2 separate regions of the Mus musculus genome follow, and region 2 is linked to region 1. The links are chromatin contacts, called in public HiChIP or PLAC-seq maps. All regions are on one chromosome and are shown on one strand. The core of a region is the stretch at or near the end of the contact, and the rest is flanking DNA. Distances in the headings are between cores, read along the strand shown.

The links. HiChIP or PLAC-seq counts read pairs in DNA pulled down with a chosen protein or histone mark.
Region 2: a contact with region 1 is called in an H3K27ac HiChIP or PLAC-seq map of trophoblast stem cells, with 11 read pairs. The contact joins the promoter of Tulp3 here to the enhancer-like site in region 1. A contact is called at or near these places in 11 of 39 promoter capture datasets (the 3T3-L1 cell line, 3T3-L1-derived adipocytes, cranial neural crest and 6 more), 7 of 484 Hi-C or Micro-C datasets (the N1E-115 cell line, Sertoli cells, embryonic stem cells and 2 more), 9 of 115 datasets of contacts at active chromatin or transcription factors (embryonic stem cells, extraembryonic endoderm stem cells, pancreatic cancer cells and 2 more) and 3 of 9 other capture datasets (adipose tissue, liver and pancreatic islet).

The regions. Positions count from the first base shown.
Region 1 is chr6:128,137,215-128,142,412 of GRCm38.p6, reverse strand. It overlaps a transcript of Tspan9 not described here. Among named protein-coding and RNA genes, the nearest start is that of Gm52879, 38 kb to the right of the region's middle. Within about 2 kb of position 1,517, at least 11 of the 459 cell types and tissues checked have an H3K27ac peak or open chromatin away from gene starts, as enhancers often do. A contact at or near this core is called in trophoblast stem cells, where this site is marked.
Region 2 is chr6:128,353,068-128,358,449 of GRCm38.p6, reverse strand. Tulp3 (tubby-like protein 3) reads left to right here and starts at 2,599. Exons shown (of 11, transcript NM_011657.2): 1 at 2,599-2,712. The coding sequence starts at 2,672. It overlaps Rhno1 (RAD9-HUS1-RAD1 interacting nuclear orphan 1), which reads left to right. Exons shown (of 3, transcript NM_001326585.1): 3 at 257-1,450. The coding sequence ends at 799.

The DNA of each region.
Region 1 (5,198 bases), core at 268-2,767:
GAATGCAGCAGGCAGGAGTCAGACAATCACAACACTTCCTATATCAGCCTGGTCCTGGTGCTTGATGTGGCTGAGTCTAGAGTTGGTGGGTGGGGTGAGAGAGGGAAGGACATTGGGGTATGTACAACTCCAAGTGTTACTCAGTTCTTTTAGTTGAAGACCCACTGTGCACAAGGCCAGGAACAATGGGAGTGCTTCAGAATGGTCTGCTGTTGTCTTTTCTTCTATTTGGTCTGCTTGGGAGGGCTCTTGAACTCTGCGAGCAGAGATGTAATATTAATACTAACAACTAGTGTTCATGTGGTAATTTATGGTAAGCCAAATGCATTTGCCACACATACGCTGGATTTACTGTTAATGATCTATACTTGTCCTTGGGGTCTTACTTTTACCCGCCTTCTTGGTTAGGGAGATGGCACTAGAATAAATTATCTTTAATGCTACAAAGCTTACTGAGAGAGAAGTAGGGCTGGATCTGGAAGCTTCGTAGAGCATCTGTCTGTCTCCATCTTTACTGAGCCTATCTGCTCCCTCCCTTCCGCCACGTGTGAAGCCTTGGGCAAGTTTCTGTCCATCCCTGCTCCCCATTTTGGAGGACCAGGATGAAAGTCTCCAGGGCCTCCAGTAGCACCTAAACTAACAGTGTAACATGATCTCAGCACCCAGTCAATTTATACGTTACATCTTTTTATTCATTTTAAGTTAGCATACAAAGTAACAGGTTCCATTATGACATTTTTGTATTTTTTTTTTGAGCCTTCTCCCTCTCCTCTTCCCCCTTCTCTCTGCCTCCCCCTCTCTATATATATATTTTAAAATTTTAGGTCATGTGTGTATTATAAGTATGTGCATGTGTTTGCATGTGTAGGTAGAGTCTAGAGGTCTATACTGGGTGTTTTCTTCAATTATTCTTCATCTTTTATTATATCTTATATATTATATACATATTATCCATATATAACATATACATATATATAAATATGAGATAGGGTCTCTCACTATGTATGTGTGTGTGTGTGTATACACACACACACACACACACACACACACACACACATATATATATCACTGGCTGGCCTGAACTTATATGTTAACCAGGCTGGACTTGAACTCACAGAGCTCTGTCTGCCTCTGCCTTCTAAGTACAATTTATAAGGGTACCTTCCCTCGGCCTTTCTGCTCTCTGTGTGAGTGTAGTGTCTTCATCTCTTGATGTGTGTATGTATGTATGTATGTATGTATGTATGTATGTATGTATCTACCTTAAGCTTACTCTGAGCTTCTCCATAGGCATTTGGGAGAAGCAGCCTGCTTTGCTGGTACACAACATGGTGGCGGTGTCGTGGGCTGGTTTACAGGGTGTTCTCCCTGACTCTGTGACCCCAGTGCACCTGGTCTTAGGAAGGAGGGATTGAGGTCAGGCCTTGGGCGACAGCTTTCACCCCTGCTGGCCTAAGCTTCCTGCTTACACAAGGCGGACAACAATACAATGTTTCCAGGGCTGTGGGAAGGAGCCCTGACTGTGGGGAGAAGCTTGTAGCTCAGGGCCTCATACACAGCAGGTGTGCAGTGAGTGGAGGTTGTTATTTATAACCTAGCCGGGTGGCTAGACTCACATGCTGGGAACATGAGGACAAGGCTTCTCTTCTCCCACTGAGGCCCAGGAGTGCTGCGGTGATCATCTGTGCTGACTAAGGAGTGGATGTTACCCAGGTACACTCACCTTCTTTTCTCTTCTACTCTAGGCCTTCCAGGAACCCACAGGTCCTGCCAGACTGGTCCTCCAAACATGCTTTGGTCACTTCTTTTTAGCCCCAGAGTTTATTCTGTTCCACCTTCCAGAGTGTCCTTCTGATGTCTATCTTTCTGCCCTCCAAGACTCTATTCAGTTGGAGCTCTTTTCAGGGCCCTTCTGAGTCACCTTCAGTGAACCTTTGCTTTGGAACTCCCGTGACATTTCGTGTCTTTACCTGTCTTTTGCTAGGTAATTCCCTAGTGAATTTCATCCCCTCCCTACTATCATCAGCATCACCACCACTTTCTTCCTCCCCCCTCCTTCTCCTTCTTCCTCCTCCTCCTGTTCTTGTTCTTTCTTCTTCTTCTTCTTCTTCTTCTTCTTCTTCTTCTTCTTCTTCTTCTTCTTCTTCTTCTTCTTCTTCTTCTTCTTCTTCTTCTTCTTCCCCTTCCCCTTCCTCTTCCTCTTCCTCTTCTTCCTCCTCCTCCTCTTGTTCTTGTTCTTTCTTCTTCTTCTTGTCCTTGTTCTTTCTTCTTGTTCTTGTTGTTCTTGTTGTTCTTCTTCTTCTTCTTCTTCTTCTTCTTCTTCTTCTTCTTGTCTTTTTTATTTTCTTTGAGACAAGGTCTTGCTATATAGTCGAGGATGGCCTTGAACTTGTGATCTTTCTACCCCTGCTTCCAGAGTCCTGGGATTACATGCATTTACCAACATGCCTTGCATCCTTATTAAATTTTTGTGCTATCTTCTGATGATATAGAAATAAATAAAAATGATCGAAGTTGCTAGGCATGATGCATATAATCCCAGCACTCTGAGGCTGAGGCAGGAGGATCGGAAGGTTAAGGCCATCCTTAGCTACCTCCTGAATTTGAAGCCAGCTGGGCTGAATGAGACCCTGTCAAAAAGAACAAAAACACACCAAAAGCGGGTTCTTGTTTTCCTTGGACATATGATTCAGTCAAGAAGTTAGGATGGGGTTCACAAAAATCACAGTTTAAAGTATAAAGTGAGATAGGGGGCTGTCTGCCATAGTTCCAGGTATTTGGGAGGCTGAGGCCAATTCTGGACAGCATGGTTGGTGAGTCCTTCTGAGAGCAGAATGTTGTGGGAAATCTAAGTTTCAGTAGTCACCCTGATTGAGGAGGTATACTTCAGGCAGCTGGAGGGGAGACACCAACTTCAAAGGGGCCTGGTTTCATGGGAGAAGGGAGGAGCAGCCTGAGGACAGATGAGAGACAGCTCTGAAGGGCCAATGAAGACACCAGGCAGGTGGATGAGGTACACTGTAGCTGGCTCCAGTTGTCCAGCCAGGGATGAATTCCATCCATCTCTCCCTCCATGAGAAATGGAGTGCCTGCTATGTGCAGGCATGGGTTGGCGAGCCTTGGGAGGTCCTGGGATACTTGTGGTTTTGGCATGAGGGTCACAGAAGCAGGTCTGGGCTCAAGGAAGTGATTGATGGATGGAAACCATGGTGAGTGGCTGGGACCTGCCAGGAGTGGTAAAGACCTAGAGAGACTTTAGGAGCAAGACCACCTGTGGGGGCTGGGGTGTGGCCGGGTGGTAGAACACATCTCTAGCATGTGTGAGGCCCTTGGTTCCATCCTTACCATTACAAAACAAACAAACCCCAACCAACCAACCAACCAACCAACCAAATAACAAACAAACAAACAAACAAACACACCAAAAACCAAACCAAACCAAAATGGATGTGAATTTGTCACTGGTGAGGAGCCAGCCAGCCAGTTCCAGGCTGTAGTCCTCATCAGCTCAAGGAGATTCCCTGATCCTTTAGGAACCTCAGCTCAGGCCAAACCAGGGGTTGTGGCTTCAGCATAGAGAAGAATTTCAGGACTGAGCAGTATGAAGCAGAATTGGAGATTTTATGGAAGGTATTTTAATATAGACTAAAAGCACAGGGGTGAGCAGGGAGAGAGGTGCTTAGAGAGAAAGCCACTGAGTATGTGCTCATCAGAGGAGATTGTGGGAATGGGCTTTTCAGAGAGTATCATGGTTAGTTATCTTAGCATTAGCCATATGTGCAATTTTGATGGCTGTCAATTTATATTTTAAAAGCTTGCTTAGATCCCCCTTACCCCCATTTAAATTAGAAAGAATTAAAGTAAAACATTAGTTTATTTTGTTTATGTTTATGGATGTGGGCATGTGTATATCTCTGAGTGTGAAGTCAGAGGACAGCTAGGGGAGTCCACTCGCTACTTGTGTCATATGGGTTCCTGGGGATTGAACTCAGGTCATCAGGACCTTATCCTCAACCGTCTCCCTAGCCCTTCTGTCTGTCCTGATGTGAGGTTATAGGGTGGCTCTGGGGAAGCCTCGGATGGAATGATAATAAGATCGGGTAAAATCAAGAGCCAGCAAAGTTGCACAAGGAGTTTAATTAGTACATGTCCTTTCCCTGCAAATAAGCTTTCTGGTCAGGTTCCTAGAAACTTGCAGACACATCTGGGGCTAGGGAAAGCCTCAAGCAGTTGTCACCGGCTCTGAAACTTGCTTCTCTGCTATGAGAGGTTTGAATCAGAATCTTGGTGAGGGGCTGCTCTCCCTTCTCATGTCCCTGTGATTTTCTCTGTCTTTCTGTCTTGCCTAACATTGCTTGGCAGGAGCTTGGAGAGATGGCGTAACTGTTGAGTGCTTGCTACTCCTCCAGAGGATCTCTTTCTGGTTTCTAGCTCCAGTACCCACATCAGGTGGCTGACAGCACCAGAGGATCCAGCATCCTCTTCTGGCCTCTGCGCGCACACACACACACACACACACACACACACACACACATACACACACACATACACACACACACACACACACATATACACACACCACATATACATACCACACACACACACACACATACACACCACACACACGCCACACACACACACACACACACACCACACGACACAATATACACACACCACACACACACACACATCACACACTATATTACTACACACATCCACATACACCACACACCACATACACCACATACCACACACTACACACACCACAACATACACATCACACACACACACACACACAAACACACACACAGAAACACACACACACCTTCCCATAAAGACAAACATATGTAAATATATGCATAAACCTTAAAAAGAGTTGATCGGATTGGGTCATGAAAGAAGCATGCCTGAGAATTGGCACTGGATCTGAGTGAGGTCTGATTGCTACACTGTTTCCAAAGGGTTTCATTTTTCTGACTAGTTTCTGAGTATCTTTAGGATGTGGCTTCCCATAGCCTCTGATATCCCAGTTGTATTCACTACTTAGAGGCAAACACCAGGCTCAGAGTCGCTCCTTGACATTCACAAGAAGTGATCCTTGTGTCTTCTGGAATCCCAACTTTGCACTCACAGCAATATCTGTACACCGGCCCAGTCTTCTCCGGGGGTCATGTTTCCGTGGGGAGTCAGATGTTTCC
Region 2 (5,382 bases), core at 1,350-3,849, 210 kb before region 1:
AGTGGTGATGAGAGAGGCCTTGTCTCCTCTCTTCCTCGGGCGCACCCTGAAGGGCAGAGCGATTGGATAGCTGGCCCAGGTCTCTTGCCTTCTTGTCATACCACATAGCTGGATGGGTGTCTGTCCTGTATTGTAGCGAGTCCTCACAATTCTGGACAAAAATAAAGGATCAGACACATTTACTCTAGCTGCTTTGCAGCTGGCTCGCCACCACCACCATCCTTTTTTTTTTTTTTTTTTTTTTTTTTATGCACAGGTGTCACCCCAGTTTGATAGAGCAGCGGAAAGCCGGTTTCTGATACACCGGAAGCCTCACCGAGACCAGGCAAGGCGCCCAACTCGGAGATCTACCTGCAAGTTTCCACGTCTAACCTTTGAGAGTCCACAGTCTTCCAGTTCAGAGACGTTGTTGCTATCCAACCGAGTGCAGCCCCAGAACTCAGAAAAGGACCCACCCAGAAGGCCTTTAGTGCCATTGTTCAGTCCCCAGAGCTGTGGAGAACTGTCAGTGCATGTACCTCACAGTTTACCTCATGTGTTCGCACCCCCTGACATCCAGACCCCAGACTCTTCTGTAAGAGACGATCCCATTTCCCCAGACCAGAAGGAAAACAGTTTTCCAAGCTGCATCCTTGGCCCTGGGACTCCCAGCAGCCCAGAGCCGGGGCCTGTTCTGGTCAAGGACACCCCTGAGGAGAAGTATGGGATTAAGGTCACGTGGAGACGCAGAAGGCACCTGTTTGCCTACCTTAAGGAGAAGGGGAAGCTGGATGGAAGCCAGTTCCTTGTGAAGATCTGACAGGACCGCAGAGCTTCAGTTCTTCCCGGAGCTGCTGTGGGGAGGTTTCGCAAGTCATCCTGGTTTGAAAGGATGAAAGGGGACGAACAGCAATAGGAAGACCACTTAGCCAGAGTCGGAGTTCGGTTTCTAGGGTTCCGCCTCGCACCAGGAACCGTTGAATTTAGTGTCATGAACTGTTGGTATTTTTCTCACATTAACTGTTTAGACCTCTGACGTTTCTTGTACTGTTCACAGCGTTTGTAAATAAATGGCTGCCGAGTTTTTAGAGAACCCAGCCGTTGTCAGTAATGCAGCCTCGTGCCCATCTATAAAAGGTCTATGCTTATTAGTCTTCTGCCTCGAACTAATTCATCTCACGCTGTTGGTACCGAGTGTGAGGCTCAGCGACTGGAGAAAATCAAGAGAGAGCTCTGGTTTTTAATGGTTGACAGCCTTGGCTCAAAGGGTCCCAAGCCAGGCCTGTGTTGGTGAATACGATGGGGTCAGAGAGCTAGGGGACGGATGAGTACTTTAGGTTTGTGTTTTGAGATGTGTTTACAGTGGAAGAAATATGACGCTATCACATGTGGTGGAGAAATGGATTCCTATCAGTAACTTATCCTATGTGTACATAAAGTGGAAGCTCACACTCTAGTGTGGGTAGTGTGGATGTGCCTGTCTCAGTGGTCCTCTTACTCATTCAAATAGCATCTCTTTCAACCCTACTCATTTAGCACTAGCCCTTTCTAGACCAAGCAGAGCTTATGAGTGAAGATTTGTAGCACACACACACACACACACACAAAGGAGCAATCCAGAGTCCCACAGGGAGAGGGGCTAAGTGAGTGCAATGCTTTCCTAGCCTATGTGTGCAGGTATCATATTCCCTAGTTTTCAAAAATTAATTTCTGGGACCTGGAGAGGTGGCTCAGCAGTTATGAGCCCTGGATGCCCGGAGGCGCGAGTTCTATTCCCAGCACCCACATGGTGACTCACAACCATCTGTAACTCCAGTTCCGGGGTATCTGACAGCCTTGGGCACCAGGGATGCATATGATATGCAGACATACACATAGGTGAAACATACACATAATAGCCTAGGGCACGATGGCACATGCCTTTAATTCTAGCACTAGGGTGACAGAGGCAGTAGGATCTCAGAGTTCCAGACCAACCGAGGATAGTATAGTGAAATCCTGTCTCAAAATAAATACATTATTTTTTAAGTGAATTTTTGGATTCAACATCAGTGTGACTTTGGCCTTACTAATTAAGTTTATATGCTATAGTTCTGGTCATAAAGTCCTATAGGGACCAAAGCCACAAAGGCATTGATGGCTGGAGGCATGATTTACTGCAGAGAGGACAGCTTAGCTGCTACCCTCACTAAATAAGGACATTTGCTGAAGGTCCCCAGGTAGGGATCCCTCAGTCGGGCTTTGGGCAAAGGCTGGTTTGGGAGGCTGAAGGCCTCGGCTATCCCAGAGTCGGTGGTCAGATGCTGAGGCTTCAGGTGATAAAGAGTAGAAAACCCAAGGCAGCAGCCTGGATGTTCTCGGTGCCACAGAGGGGTGCTGGGGATCGCTCTGTGGGGGCCAGTCCCGGAGCGGTGGAATGGAGCAGCAGACTCTTCCGACCCAACCCCGGGGGGCTGCTCCCGGATCTAGCGCACGCGCCTTCGCCTCCCGGTGCCTCCCGCCCCCTGGAAACCCTCCAGCATCATGGCTAACGCCATTTGCCAGTGAGAGGGGAGCGTAGGGCACTGGACCAATGGGCGTCGGCGACAGTGCGGGGTGTGGTTGTCAGGGGCGGGGCCCGATCTCCTCCATCCTCTCCAGCCGGGCGGCGGCGTCTCGGGGTCTGGACGCTGATGCCACCGGTCGGGCGGGTATGGAGGCGGCGCGCTGCGCACCCGGACCCCGCGGGGACAGGTCAGGCGGCGGTGGGGCGGGCTGGGGTCTCCAGGGTGGGCGGGCAAGAGCGGAGGCCAAGATCGGGTCCCCAGCTGAGCAGGCGCTTTGCACACCCCGCGTCGCCAGAGCGCTCTCGCGTCTCTTTCCTGGAATTTACCCCGAACCTGCTCACCCTACTCCCCAAGGGCCTCCGATTCCCTCATTTGCAATGCGCTGTGCATCCCGTGCCGCCAGCACTCTTGAGCCGCTCCCCTGGAGTTTACCCTGGACCAGCTCGCCCTGCTCCCCTGGGGTCTCGATTCCCTTACTTGCAATGCGTTCGCCCTCCCCCATGTCTTTCACGAGTAGGATCAGAACTGAGCTGGAAGGAGGGCACTCTTGGGAGTCGACGCGGAAGGTCGCGAGTGATGGTTAATTGGTTCCAAGGCCGTTGCATTTGGCAGTCATTGCGGAATTCTGGAACGAGTCCGAGAGCTGAAAATGCAAAACTGTTCTTTTCTTCTTTCTTCCTTCCCCTGAGTTCTAGCAGTTCTTTCAATCAGGACTTAGTTTAGACTGATCCGTACTCTTGCTCGTGCCCCTGGCTTTTCTACCAATACCCCTCTTTTTGCCTGGTTCACATGGTGAGCTTGGAAAGACAAACGGGCTGCAATCTCAGCCTGTTCATTTCTTGTCAGCTAGGCTAACGAAAAGTTAATGGGGGGCCGTGTGAAATCACTGGCTCAAAACTTTGGCATGGTGTGAGGATTAAAATCAAACACGCCAACTACATTCTTCCTTTACCATTCCATTACCACAGCGATAAAGGCTTGGCGTGTTAGGATTTGGTCTGACGTTTAAACTGGTTTTTAACTGATCCGAAACCATATTTTACAAAGTTATAAAGACGGAATAGCGACCCCCCCACCCCCCGTGGGTCCCATCCAGACTAGGCTTCCCTGAAACTTAATAATAAGTTAATAAGGAGGACTTTGAACATTTGCCCCCTACCTCTGCCTCCCAAGGCGTCACCTGTTTTAATCTTTCATCAACTAAATTCTATAAACATGATAGCTGCTCTCTGAAATTTGTTTACAACTTCTCCATTTTGGGAACCGAAGATCCATTTACAAGGGTAAGGTCGGGGTAGGAAAGTTAGAATTCAGCGTGTATCCGGTTGAAATCAAATGATATCGCGTTCAGTTGAGGGATTTAGTTGTTAACGAAATGATTTTTAGAGAAGTAAATTTCTTAGGGATGTGATTTTATTTTTATTTTATTTTTTGAGATAGGTCTTATGAAGCAAGACTGAAACTCGATATTCAAACCAGGTTAGCCTCAAACTCATACAGACCCATCTGACTCTGCCTTCCATGACTCATGATTTTAGGGAACAAGGACTTGACTTTGAAACTGGGACCAGCTGGCAGGTTTTTGTTTTGTTTTGTTTTCATCTCCTGGACTTGAAGCTTTAAGCTTTAATGCCTCCTCCCCCACCTTTTCTTCCAAAGAAAGAAATCGACTCTTTAATTTCCAGTTGATTGACAGGAAAGGAGCCCGTGGGAGCCCCTAGTTTCTCCTGCCCTAGGAAGAGCATGCAGGTTTGTTGCTAAAAGCCAGTGACTGCCTTGCTTTTGGGGTAGTCATTAAGAGTGTTTTGAGAGAGACTTCGAGACTGACTTGACTGAAAGTCAGTATAATCCAGTGGTCCAGGCTAGCCACAAACTCAAAATCTTCCCTGCCTGAGCCTCCCAAGTGTCTCCTGTAGGCATGTATCACCAAACCTGGGTGGACTTGTGTGCTAGGTGTCTTCTCTCTCCCCCTCTCTCTTTGTCTCTCCCCCGCTCTCTCTTAAATTTGAAATTTTCTTTACATTCTGACCAGAGTTCTCCCTCCTCCTCTCCTCCTCCCAGTATTCCCCCCCCCCATCCACTCCTCCCTTTCTCTCCTCCCATGGATGCCAACCAGCCATGGCATATCGAGTTGCATTAAGACTAGGCACCTCCTCTACTTTTAAGGCTGGAGGAGGCATCCCAAGAGGAAGAAAGGATCCCTAAATCAGGTAACAAGAGTCAGACCCAGGGGGCTGGTGAGATGGCTCAGTGGTTAAGAGCACTGACTGCTCTTCTGAAGGTCCTGAGTTCAAATCCCAGCAACCACATGGTGGCTCACAACCATCCGTAACGAGATATGACTCCCTCTTCTGGTGTGTCTTTAGACAGCTACAGGGTACTCACATATAATAAATAAATAATAAAAAAATTAAAAAAAAAAGAGTCAGACCCAGCCCCTGCTCCCACTGTTAAGTAGACCAAGATACACAACTGTAACATGTGCAGCGAGCCTAGGTTGGTCCCGTGCAGGTTCCCTGGTTGGGGGTTCATTCTCTGTGAGCCCCTATGAACCTAGGTTAGTTGATTCTGTTGGTTTTCTTGTGGTGTTCTTGACCTCTCTGGCTTCTTCAATCCTTCCTCTCTTCCACAGGATCCCCTAAGCTCCACCTAATGTTTGGCTGTGGTCTCTGCATCTGTTTCCATCAGTTGCTAGGTGAAGCCTCTCTGATGGTGGTTATGCTAGGCACCTGTCTGCAAGTACAGCAAACAGAATGTCATTAACAGTTTCAGGGGTGATCTCTCTTTCATTGCCTGGGTCTCAAGCTGGACCAGTCATTGCTTGTCCATTCCCTCTCCCTCTGCTCCATCTTTACCC